2 separate regions of the Mus musculus genome follow, and region 2 is linked to region 1. Evidence: chromatin contacts called from public HiChIP or PLAC-seq data. All regions are on one chromosome and are shown on one strand. Each heading gives the region's core, a stretch centred on a gene start, on an enhancer-like site or on the middle of the called end of the contact. The rest is flanking DNA. Distances are from core to core; before and after follow the strand shown.

Evidence for each region. HiChIP or PLAC-seq counts read pairs in DNA pulled down with a chosen protein or histone mark.
Region 2: a contact with region 1 is called in an H3K27ac HiChIP or PLAC-seq map of neural progenitor cells, with 2.5 times the contacts expected there. The contact joins the enhancer-like site here to the promoter of Cdh19 in region 1. A contact is called at or near these places in 3 of 484 Hi-C or Micro-C datasets (cerebral cortex, forebrain and nephron progenitors), 2 of 115 datasets of contacts at active chromatin or transcription factors (astrocytes and neural progenitor cells) and 3 of 9 other capture datasets (adipose tissue, liver and pancreatic islet).

What each region holds. Positions count from the first base shown.
Region 1 is chr1:110,974,802-110,981,022 of GRCm38.p6, reverse strand. It overlaps Cdh19 (cadherin 19, type 2), which reads left to right and starts at 3,430. Exons shown (of 12, transcript NM_001081386.2): 1 at 3,430-3,776.
Region 2 is chr1:111,016,739-111,022,959 of GRCm38.p6, reverse strand. No RefSeq gene overlaps it. Among named protein-coding and RNA genes, the nearest start is that of Cdh19, 42 kb to the right of the region's middle. Within about 2 kb of position 2,324, at least 18 of the 459 cell types and tissues checked have an H3K27ac peak or open chromatin away from gene starts, as enhancers often do. A contact at or near this core is called in neural progenitor cells, where this site is marked.

The DNA of each region.
Region 1 (6,221 bases), core at 2,181-4,680:
TTGAGTAAATTTGGTTGAATATTTTATAGAGTACAACATTAAAAGTTTGTGTTTGCCTTGTTTTGTGAGATAGTTGTACTATAGTCAAAGTTCAACATAAATTCCATTTGTCTCCATTTAATGACCAGGCCTGATTAAAAAAGAAAAAGTCATAGGTACCAGATTTAGGAATAGACAATATGTCTCAGAAACTAGCATATAAATTTTCAGCTCTAGGAAAAAAAAAAAAAACATAAAATACAGAGCAAGTTCATAAAACTCTTTCCCAAAAAACAGGCTGAGGATAATCACAAAAATGGTGAAATATCTTATCTCTGAATGGGCCACTTGTGCTGGATTATTTCATCATGTGGTTGAACGTTCATGACATAGGAATGTAGACCACTTATTACCTGTGGACCCCCTAGCACCCACCAATAATATTTTAGATTACATAATCCTTCTAGAGAGTTCCCCCAGTTCCCTATAAGAAGGTCTGCATGCCTTTGTCTGGGGTCACCATTTCAAAGAATGGTTGACTCCTGCATGGTGGTTGTTTCTGCAGATTAAACACTCCCTGCTTTGCATACTGAGTCTGGGGTCTTTAGCGATTTTTGGACCCTTACAATAGCTATATACAAATATAATTTTGAAGTTTATATTAAAATTTATTATAACTATGTGATACCAGATTTGATATTTGCACTAAAATGTTACAAAACGTGACCCTAAGAATTAGAATAATAATAAAAAAACGAATAAATAAATTGCTAAGACTGGGTATCTGGCTGTTGGGACAATGTTATATGCTATCTGGCATATACTTACATATGATCGCAGCAAGCAGTTAGAGAGAGAGAGAAAGAGAGAGAGAGAGAGAATGAAACAATCCCTAAGATAGAAATTAAATAGCAATAATCACTGAAATTAAAGTGAAAATACAAGCCCTAGGTAATTACCTAAATTGTTATTAATTCATGCAATGAAATGAGATGTATGTTGCATGTGAATGAATAAGTAGACAGGTAACTCAAATTTTATGCATTTGGGGAAATGGTCAAGCTAACACTAACCACAAAATACAAGAAACAAAGTTATCTAAAAAAAAAAAAAAAAAAAGACAAAGACAGAAACTTGGAAAATAAGACTGAATCATGGGCTATTACAGTATGCTCAAGAACTCCTTGTGTGAAAGTCTTGGGCTTTTTACAGGTGTGGAATCCACATGAATAAACTGAGAGTATATCTTCCTTATAATAATTTTCAATTTCATAAAAAAATTTTCTGGGTAGCTATCACCTATAGCTTCAATGAAGCACATCTCTTCCTCAAGGAGTCAGGTGGATACAGCCAAAAGAAAAAAGATTCCATAATTTTGAATGATGTTTTAAATGATTATCAAAATCATTATTTTTTAATGCCAATGATTTTGATATACAAAAGCTCAGCTCAAAAGAAAAACCTACATGTCTTAGTCATATAACTGTTTATCAGTGTTATTTTACTTTCTAACTGTGAAAGAGATAAAGTATAGTATTTATAGTTATGTCAGGATAGGAGTTTATATTAAGCAGGTAACAAGAGCATGGAACAGACTTATTATAATGATGCTGCCTGGTGATGCCAATTCTAGATCTCACATGATATTTTTGGATGGTCTGAATAGAATATAGAGAAATATGTGGACACAATTCATATGAAGATTTGTAACTTTTTCTCCTAAACTATCATAGTTGATCTTAGGTGTGTTTAGTGATTTTGATTATTTTGGATTTGTTTAGGGTATTTAGGAAACCAGAGACGTTTTTCTAGAGTCTCACACTTTGGCAATACAATAAGGCTTCAGGAGAATCTTTGTGGACAATATAGCTACAAATTATGTCTAAAAAAATTGTAGAGGGGCACTGGTAAGTGGATTCATGACTGTATTATATGAACTAACCAGCTTAAAATATTTCCTCACAAAAAACATATGCATTTAAAATTGTCTACAGTAAGTTCAGTGATTGCCTATTAGATAGGACTAAAGAAGACATCTGTTTAACAATTGTCCTTTCCATCACAGTATTATTGATAGGAAAATCTGGCACCGACACCCAGAACTCACAAACCACAGTTCCTGGCTGGAAAAGGCTCATTAACATGGAGCTTTTATTATTTATTTATTTATTTATTTATTTATTCTATTGTACCATGCCAAAACTCAAATATTCAATATACGATGAAAATTCCATGGAAGAATGAAAAAAGATAATCCTTAGTCTTAAGTGTGCTGTCTCAGCAAAGATCATTTTTAAAATGTAATCAGTAAAAATAAGGAACCCTGGATTTAATGCACATTAAATAATATGTATCAAAATAAAGAATCTACATGTGTGTATACATAAATGCATAGAAATATTTCAGATTTGATGCATTGGAAATGTATTCAGTTAAACTTTAGGAATTAATAGGTCACTATTTATTTGTTTGTGACTGTAAACTTTTCAATAATGTTTATAATACATCAGGTATACTTATCCTAAAAAATCAGATAATGAAGAAATATATAAATATATTTAATAACTATGGTGCATAAGTTAACACAGAGCTTTACTTTTGTTGCATGTTACAACAGCACATAATTTTTGTATGATCCAAATTAATAAATTTAAATTTTGTATATTTAAAAATGAAAGCACATACTTTCTGGCACCAATAAGCTACTATTTTTGATATACTCCATCTACTGCTGTATTTTCATGGATTGGATAAAAAAAGATGTGCATGCAGCCCAAATTTTTCATGTCTCAATTGTTATTTCTGAAATTTGAGGCTGTTTTCTCATAAGTATACTGCCATTTACATATTCAAGTTCAGAATAATTTTATAGAAATTATTTACTTTCTAAACAATGCTTATATTATTTTAGCATTTCTCTTCTTTGATGAAAATGCAATTTTAATGAAATATAATATGAACAAGTAACATGTAATAATACACTGATTTTATAATAGAAGTTTTATAATTTTAATTATATGAATTAATTAATGAATATAATTTTAATAAGTAAGCTAAAGGAAATAAAAAATACATAATTTAGATGATGTTTTCTCATTAGTAATGTATTTGATTCATAAATAAAAGTCCAGAATTAAGAAGCAGCTAGAAGGACTACACATACAGTGAAGGACTTTCTCCTTTCAGTAACTTTTGTCCCTGCTTTAAATTGATCATTTGTTTGCTGGACTAATCTCCAAGCAGGGGGCATGTCCTCTCCACTTGCACAACTCTTACATAAGTAGCCTTGTCCTCACCTCAAGTGAGTACTTCCTTTTGTTTGTTGTTAGGAAAAAAATACAAAACACGAAAAATAAGAAGGGAAGGGAGGGAGAAAAAGAGAGAAAGAGAGAGAGAGAGAGAGAGAGAGAGAGAGAGAGAGAGAGAGAGAGAGAGAGATTGAGAGAGAGAGAGAGAGAGAGAGAGAGAGAGAGAGAGAGAGAGAGAGAAAGTTGGATCTTACAACTTGTTTAGCTGTCTCCATTTTAACCTCAGACTAAGAACGGACATCAGAATGCCCTTATGGTACTTTGAACAAAAGGCTCAGTGTTCATGATTTTACTTGGAGAACCGAAAATAGCATTGAGTAAGCACTGACATACTGACGTGTTGTGCTACTAAAAGCCCAGCACAGTAATCCACGGAGATTCTGCTGAGAAGCCTGTAAAAGCAAATCAGTTCTTCTACTTCTTTTCTCAAGTAACTGCTAAGAAGCTGCAGACTCAGTTTCTGGAGTCCTAAGAGTTAAACCTGACAAGGTAAGACTGTGAGGATCCTGGGTAGATTGAAATGTACAAATCATTAGAACGCCAGGGCCAAAAAAATGGGAATGGTTGGGTAAGGAAGTGGGGGGGGGGGTATGGGGGACTTTTGGGATAGCATTGGAAATGTAATTGAGGAAAATATGTAATAAAAATATTTTAAAAAGGAAATTACTAGATAGATTCAACAAGTAGTTGAAAAATTTTGGCGTTTTGGTATTTCCTAAAGGAAAGCAATCTAGAGATAATTGAAGTCAGTACAAGTTTTGGAAGTTTCCTAAAACAAGTATACATCAAAACTTCTATTTTCCTAGCAGAAATTGATAATTTTTTTCAAATACTAGATTATAAATATATATTTCTTTAACAATGGATAAGACTTGATTAAATTTAAAATTTCTCTTGAATTTGCTTTGTAGCATTATGTACAATGGATAATGAATTTGTATTCCTTCAAATTATAAGAAATACATTTCTTTATATCATAATTGTGAATTATAACTATCTATTTCTTGATAAATAATTTTCAGGATGGAAACTTCTCACATATTAATATCATTGCTTTGTGAAGCTAACAATTATCAAAGTCAGATTTTTTTATTCATTTCTACTTTTCATAATTTCTGAATATTAAACTTTCTATTTTATTTGAAATTGTTGTCAAAAATTAAAGTACTATGTAATTAAATAATAGTAGGTCTCTAACAAAGACAAATATGAAGTAGGACAAGTAGATACATATTTGCCTGCAAATATGTGCAAAGACACAAACACACACACACATATGTCAAATTATATATTAGAAAAAGGATAATAAACACAAGAAATTGTTAAAAATCAAAATTTAGAAAATACAAAATTTAAGAGACAAATATAATTCATCTACTTTAATTTTGATTAGCCTATCAATTTTAATAAAACCCTTAGTTGCAAAAAGGATTCATTGAGAACTCAATGGCTCAAAGTAGTGTACATTTTTGAATTTTTAGTTGCTTACTGGTCATTTGTATTTCTATGTTTAAGAAGTGTATGATATTTTAATTTGTTACCTTGTCATTCAATCTTTTATTCAGTTTATTCTATTTATGATTTAATTTTCAGATAGACACCTGGAAAACGTTTTCTGTGATTCTAAGAGCTGGTATTTTACTATCTTGTTTGTAATGCAGAAGCTTTGTGACTGGATGGTTTCAGTTGTTTGCATTTGTTGTTTCTTCCTCAGCTACACTAATCTAGTAAAGAGTGGGATAATGTCTATATCTTTAACTGTTTCCATTATTTTGGTGAGGAATTTTAAACTGTTAGATTTCACATTAACAGTGATGTAATGTGTTTGTTTTTGTAAAGGTTTCTATTTTCATTTTCTAAATATATTCTACAGATTTCTAAGAACTTTATGCCAAAGATGGCTGACTTTTAAAGTAATTTATGTATTTGTTTTATTTTTAAGGGCATTGAAACTATTTAAACTCGTTTCTGGGTTTACTACTTCCTTGGCCTTCATTTGGTCTCTTTTTTTGCTACTATCTCCATATTACTGTAATATCGCTGTTGCATGTAATTTAAAACAAAACAAACAAAAACAAAACAAAAAAGCAAAACAAACAAACAAACAAACAAAAAACATGCTACCCTATCCCTAAGCACTGTCTGCACTCCGACCTCTCCCAATTTAGATCCACAAGCCTCAGTCCCAATTTACCAGTTCCATTCCTCCCTGCTAGCTTTGCCAAGTAGCCATCAACTTTGCTGTCTGCTCTTTTTCTCTTGTCCATCTTAGCTCTGTGGAAGAAAACCTCGAGACAGCTTTATTAATTTAGAAGTTGCCAGATAACACATATGCTGCAGAGAGTCTCCTGCCCTAAACTTACCAGCTAGCCTATTTCAGCCATCTGCTGATGGCAGAGACCAACGGTTCTGGTGGTCATAAGACCTTATAAGGCTGTGCATCTTTCTAGTTCCCATGCCTAGAAGCTTCTGGGAAGCCAGAAGAGCTCCCTCCTCTCCCACTGAGTCTGCTCTTCCTCCTCTTCCTTTCACCCAGCAATTGGCTTCCGACTTTTTAGTGACACAATCAAGAACCAATTAGGGAATCAGCACCTCCCTGTACATGCCCCTTTAGTATTATTTGATCTCAGGAATTATGACATTTTTAGCATTTTTCTGGTGAGGGCCTTGATTATGTGAGATTATTTCCTGTTATTTTTGATACTCTGAATTGATTTCAAAACCCCATAATAATAATAAAAAAAACTTAGGTTAAAATAAGAGAATTTTTTTTTTATTTATGCTTTATTTCATTATGTACATTTCAGTTTTTATTGCAATATGTTAAATGTTTATGAATATTCAATTTTGTTAGTATGTTATAAATGCATATACAAATGTTAAGGTCCAAGTTAAACATAATGCTACATTGCATTGTTTATTTTAATCCTTGGT
Region 2 (6,221 bases), core at 1,075-3,574, 43 kb before region 1:
GGCTGGTCATCAATAACAACAAAAACAGTGGAATACCCACATATACATGGAAACTAAACAACACTCGACTCAATGATAACTTTGTCAAGGAAGAAATAAAGAAAAAAAATAAAGGCTTTAGAATTTAATGAAATGAAGGCACATCATACCAAAACATATGTGACATGATGAAAGCAGTGGCAAGAGAAAACCTCATAGCTCTAAGTACCTACAAAAAGAAACTGGAGAGAGCATACACTAGCAGCTTGACAGCACACCTGAAAGCTCTAGAACAAAAAGGGGAGTTTTCAGCAGGGAATAATCAAACTCAGGGCTGAAATCAACCAAGTGGAAACAAAAAGATCTATACAAGCAATCAACCAAACCAGGATCTGTTTTGTTTTTTTCTTTTAAGAAAATAAACAATATTGATAAACCCTTAGTCAGAATAACCAGAGGGAACAGAGACAGTATCCAAATTAATAAAATGAGAACTCAAAAGGGAGACATAACAACAGAAACCAAGGAAACTCAAAAAAAAAAATCATCAGATTCTACTACAAACGCCTTTCAGCAACAAAACTGGAAAATCTGAATGAAATGAACAGTATTCTAGATAGATACCAGGTACCAAAGTTAATCAGCATCATATAAAACATCTAAACAGTCCCATGACCACTAAAGGAATAGAAGCAGTCATTAAAAGTCTCCCAACCAAAAAAAAAAAAAAAGCCCAGGACCAGATGGTTTTAATGCAGAAATCTATCAGACCTTCAGAGACCTACTACCAATTCTTTTCAAACTATTTCACAATAGAAACAGAAGGAACACTACCCAATTCATTTTATGAATCTACAATTATGCGTATACCTATATCACACAGAGGCCCAATAAAGTGTCATTCCGAACAATTTCCCTTATTAATATTGATGAAAAAATACTCAAAAAATAAAATTCTACCAAACTGAATCCAAAAACACATCAAAATAATCATCCATCATAATCAAGTAGGCTCTATCTCAGGAATGCAAGAATGGTTCAATATGCAGAGAACCAACATAGGTCAGGGCCTAATGAGGACTCAAAGTTGAAAGTGGAAGCAGAGACAAGCTCAAATTCCAAATCTAGAATTTATTGCCAATTGATCATCACTCACAAATGAAAAATTACTTCCTCTAACAGTCTCACTGAATATAAAATAATGCATTAGTTCAGGCCATATGTTCACCAATAGATGACAAACACAAAATGCCTTCAAACAATGGTAATTTGAAGGAGATTTTTGTCTCATCATGCTTTGTCTGGGCATTATTAATTTTTCCTTGCCCTATATTTGCTTATTCATTAAGATTTTTGGTCTTACGTTTTTGGGAGATTTTTGTGTGTGCCAATGTTTGTGATTCTTCTTCTATATGTGTTTATTGGACTTTTTTGAGTTTTGTTATTGTTGTATTGCTTTTTGTTCTTTTAAATTTTTTATTTTATTTCATTCTATTTTACTCTTATTTTTAGGTGCCTGTGCTTTCTAATGAGAGAGCAACAAAGGATCTTTGAGTATGAGAGGTGATGGGGATTATCTGGAAGGATTTGAGGAGGGGGAAATGTAATCAGAATATATAGAATAAAAACCTAATTTGAATATAAAATACCAATTAACAAAAAAAAAACAAAAACAAAAAATACAAACAAACACTCTAAGAAAGAAATAGGGATAACTAAATAGAAAGAAGTTTTAACAAGTGATGAAAATTTTGAAATAGCTGTAGATTCATTAAATCATTTTAGTAGCATGGATTAAATTGGCACAAAGTTATTCTTTGTTCTGATAAAACTAAACAAAACCATGACTATAGATATAATCCTTGTTTTTTTTTTTTTAATGAGATCCCACAGAATCATTTTAGTTTCCTACTATAAAGTAAAATTAATCAGAAACATCAACAGCACAGTTACTTTGTAATAGACTATCTCTGTTATTTAGCTTTACTTACAAGGGACTTTAAGTCGATGCAAGCAATACAAATCTATTTCTATGGCTGCTTTGTTTGAGTCTCAGTTCTTCTGTTTACTGGCTCAGTAGCCGAGAACAGGAAGTTCTCATCTGCATCCCCTGCTTAGAGCTGCTCTAATTTGTTCTGGTAATAGGCGCCAGATGTCAGAATGTAAAAAGAATGCTAGACCAGGCAAAAGGATTGCCATTCAACCCTTTACTGAATTCCAATGATATTGCCTTTTTTGGGATTCTGGGCAAATCAATATTCACAAACATCTTCAGTGAAGTGAGGCAGGGCTATTCCTCACTGTGGCTTTTATCAAAACTGAGTAGAAATGGTGACTTTGCAGTCCCTGGAAGGGTGGCACAGGCACTTGTCCTCTAAACTGCCTTGAAGGTGGGGGTGGGGGTGGGGAAGAGGGACTGAGAGAGCCAATCACCTCCCTGTTCATAATATCTCTTAATGACTCAAACTCTGTAAACTTACATCTGCTAATCCAGAACTTTGTGCTCACCTAGGAAACATGGAAAATGAATCTTACACCTTGTTTCCATCCATCTGCTTTTAATGTAACTATGAGTGTTTGATGTATTTACTTGTAATAGCACTTTATTGCATTTGTCATTCCATTTGTTTTGAAAATATGTAAAAATCTGTATAACTATGCAGAGAGAATATCAAAGTGCACACAAACAGATGTCTGTTGCTGTAAATAAAAGTACACACTGTTGACAAAGTCTGTAACCTGGCACAGGATTTACAGCAATCTTTCTCTCTCTCTCTCTCTCTCTCTCTCTCTCTCTCTCTCGACTCTCTCCAGCCCCATTTGTGTGTGCCTGCATGTTCATAATGAAGTATCTCTTCCAAAAGTTTCAAATGATTGTGATATCTTGATGCAAGCAGTGAATTCATCTTTTCAGCAGTACCCAATAAGACACTGATGTATTCTTTGTAAAGCTTTATGTAATGTCAAAAAGAAGAACATAATAGTTGCTGAGAAAACTGTACGTTTTGTCCTTCCAAGGAATAGAATAAAAAAAAAATCTAACAGCTTTTTAAACTTTTAATCATCTTAATTTTTAGCAATATTCATAATGGTTTGTGTTAATAACAAAAGGAAATTTGAATTTTGTAGTTCTTATTCTTCATGCTTAACTTGCATAGTCTAGACTTTTCTCAAAGTCTTAAAAAGGAATTGTTCAGGTAAGGTTGAACTATGCATGCTTGTGAACAATTGTTATAATTATTGATGTGAGAAGATCCAATTCATTTTGTGTAGCATCATTCTTTGGCTTTAACACTTTACTCTAAGAATAGAGTGAGCCTTAAGCAAGCATATACACATTTCATCTTTCAAATGTCTGGCTATGTCTGCTTCAAGATCCTGCCTTGACTTTACCCCTGTGATGAACTCTGTTAGTTGGAAGGCTGCTCATTTCCAGACAGATCAATGCCAGGTGAGCATAATCCCATGAGAATAAGGTGGTGTTTTTTTGTTGTTGTTGTTGTTGTTGTTGTTTTGTTTTTTATTGAATGGGGGTGGGGGAGAATCGAGGAAGAGAAGGAAAAGGAGGGAAAGAGGCCAGAGTCTCTGTTTTTATTCGGGCCTGGATGTGATGTAGATGCCAGGTAATGACTCTCGCCACTGTGCACAGGCAAGGCCAATGCTGGGAGTATGGCAGTTGCCATAACAATGGAAAATAGAGGGTCCTTGTTGCCTAGGGATGATGTCATCACTGGATTCTGAGACTGACTGTAAACTGCTTCTGATGCTAACACACTAAACATATATCATAAGCCAAATCAGCACTTTCTCCTTTAAGGTTGCTTTAGTCAGGGAATACACAGCAATGAATGAAAATACAGCAATTGCAATAGCATGTACCAGACCTGAGAAAGCTCAAACCAAACAAAATCCTAGCATAGGGGAGGAAAGGTGGGTACAAAATTCCAACATTAGGTGTAGACCTACTGGGATTTTGATAACTTCTGAGGAAGGGAGAGTCATTTTATTTAATGATATAACTCTTATAACTCAACCACACTATAAGACAGGCTTCACTCAAAGAAATGATTGCCAATGGATAAAATAAGAAAAGCAAAAGTTGTGTGAGCAGGGAGTGGAAAATAAATGTCTGAGTTAGGGTTTTCATTGTTATGAAGAGACACCATGACAAAGGCAACTCTTATATAGGCCAACATTTAATCAGGGCTGTCTTGCAGTATTAGAGGTTCAGTTCATTATCATGTTGATGAGGAGCTTGGCATCAGGAAGGTAGACATAGTGCTGCAGGAGGAGCTGAAAGTTCAACATCTTGATCTGAATGCAGCCATGAAAGGACTGACTCCCAGGCAGCTAGTAGGAGGAAAGCTCTCCCCCACAGTGACACACTTCCTCCAGTGAAGCCATATCTACTCCAAGAAGGCCGCACCTCCTAATAGTATCACTTCGTATAAGCCAAGCATATCTGAACCACTACAATGAAGAAAGAGCATACAGAAAGAATTTCAAATGGGTGAATAATATGACAATGCATTAAGCTTAATTAATAGACTGTTATTTATAAAGATAAAGGAGAAAGGGAGAGAAAAATCCAAATAGTACTGGAATTTCTCTTCCTCTTTTTCTTGATGAAATTATAAACCAAGCATCTCCTGTTAGAACTTCACAACCAAGAAAGTCTGGTCTTAACTGTAGCCTTAAATAATTCTTTTTATTCCTAAAGTAGATTTTACAGGTATTTGTAGAGATAAAGACCAACTAACTGAAGAGTGTATTTTGCTAATAGTACAAAAGTGTCAGAGATGCTGCCAACAGAAGCCAAAAACTACATGTGGGAACAAAAATTAAACCCATTGGGATCCTGTCTCTGTATCTACCTGGGGCTTTCACAATGCATCAAAGATTCAATTGCCCACATTAATTATGATGAAAGTTTCTTTGAGAGAACTATATTTAGAAAGGGTTCTAATTATGAAGGTACTTAAGAATGTTAGATTTTGTGAATGTGTAACTCAAGTTTGTATCCCAGCATTACTCTAATATGAGCTTTGGGCTTAGGATTGTACAAAGCCAAGATACAAGTTAAAAGATATTTGTATGCTGACTGGAATAAGCTCATTAAGCCAAAAGGAAACAGATGGACCTAGGCAGCTGGAACTCAATGTGTCTGCAGCTACCAGAAACATATTAGCACAATTCTAACTTTAATTACACTAACCACAGTTACTGTACTGAATTGTCATACTCTCTAACAAACAACAAAATCTTATGTTCCTCCTTTCAAGTGGGAAATTTTGAACTGTGTGCTGTTTCAAAGAAATGTAGTTTTCTTTTGGAAAAAAATAAAATTGTGTGAAAAAGTGGTGTGACCCAGAAGTTCAGAACTTATGCTGCTCTTGCACAGGACTAGAATTTGGCTCCCAGCCTCTTCAAAAGGAAGCTGACACCTTCTTATACACCCTAATTTCAGGGCATCTGATGCCTTCTGGAATCTGCAGGAGTTGGCATTTAAACAATGTACATTTCTACACAGAGAGACATATACACATACTCATAATTTAAAATAAATAAAAATATACTTTATAGATAAAAATTAAAGTATCCTAAAATTCAGTGATAAGTATGTGCATTTATTGTTGTAGAAATCACATATTAAATGCATTAGCAAAACCTGATAGCTTTCATTAAAAAAATTAATATTAGTTATAATGTGTGTTTGCTGTATAAACTATTAGCACATAATTATTTATCGTTTTCTACTTCAGAATATGTTTATTATCTATGTATCTATCTATACATAGAGATAACATACATATCTAAAATACATATCTATACATAATAATATGTATGCCTACAAATGAATACAGGTTTTGTTTTTTTTTTTTTTTTCAGAAAAAAAAAACAATCTATATAATCATTTTGTAAATCTCACTACATGATGATCTTGTATCTGGCATTTTTAATTTTCCATTACTCAAGTTTATATTTTATACTTCAGGACTAGTAATCTACACTGTCACAATATCAATATATTATGGATTCTAATATGATATCTACAACAATCAGTAATTATTAATTTTAAATCAAAGCACCCTAAATGTTCTGACATACCAAGTTAATTCTTTCAATTTTTTGCTTCATAGCTTGAAAATATATTTAAAAATGTAAGCATCAGAAATGCAAGGACTTCATTTATTTCTTCTATGATACTTCACATATGGTCATTGCCCCTAGTTTTCTCTGCA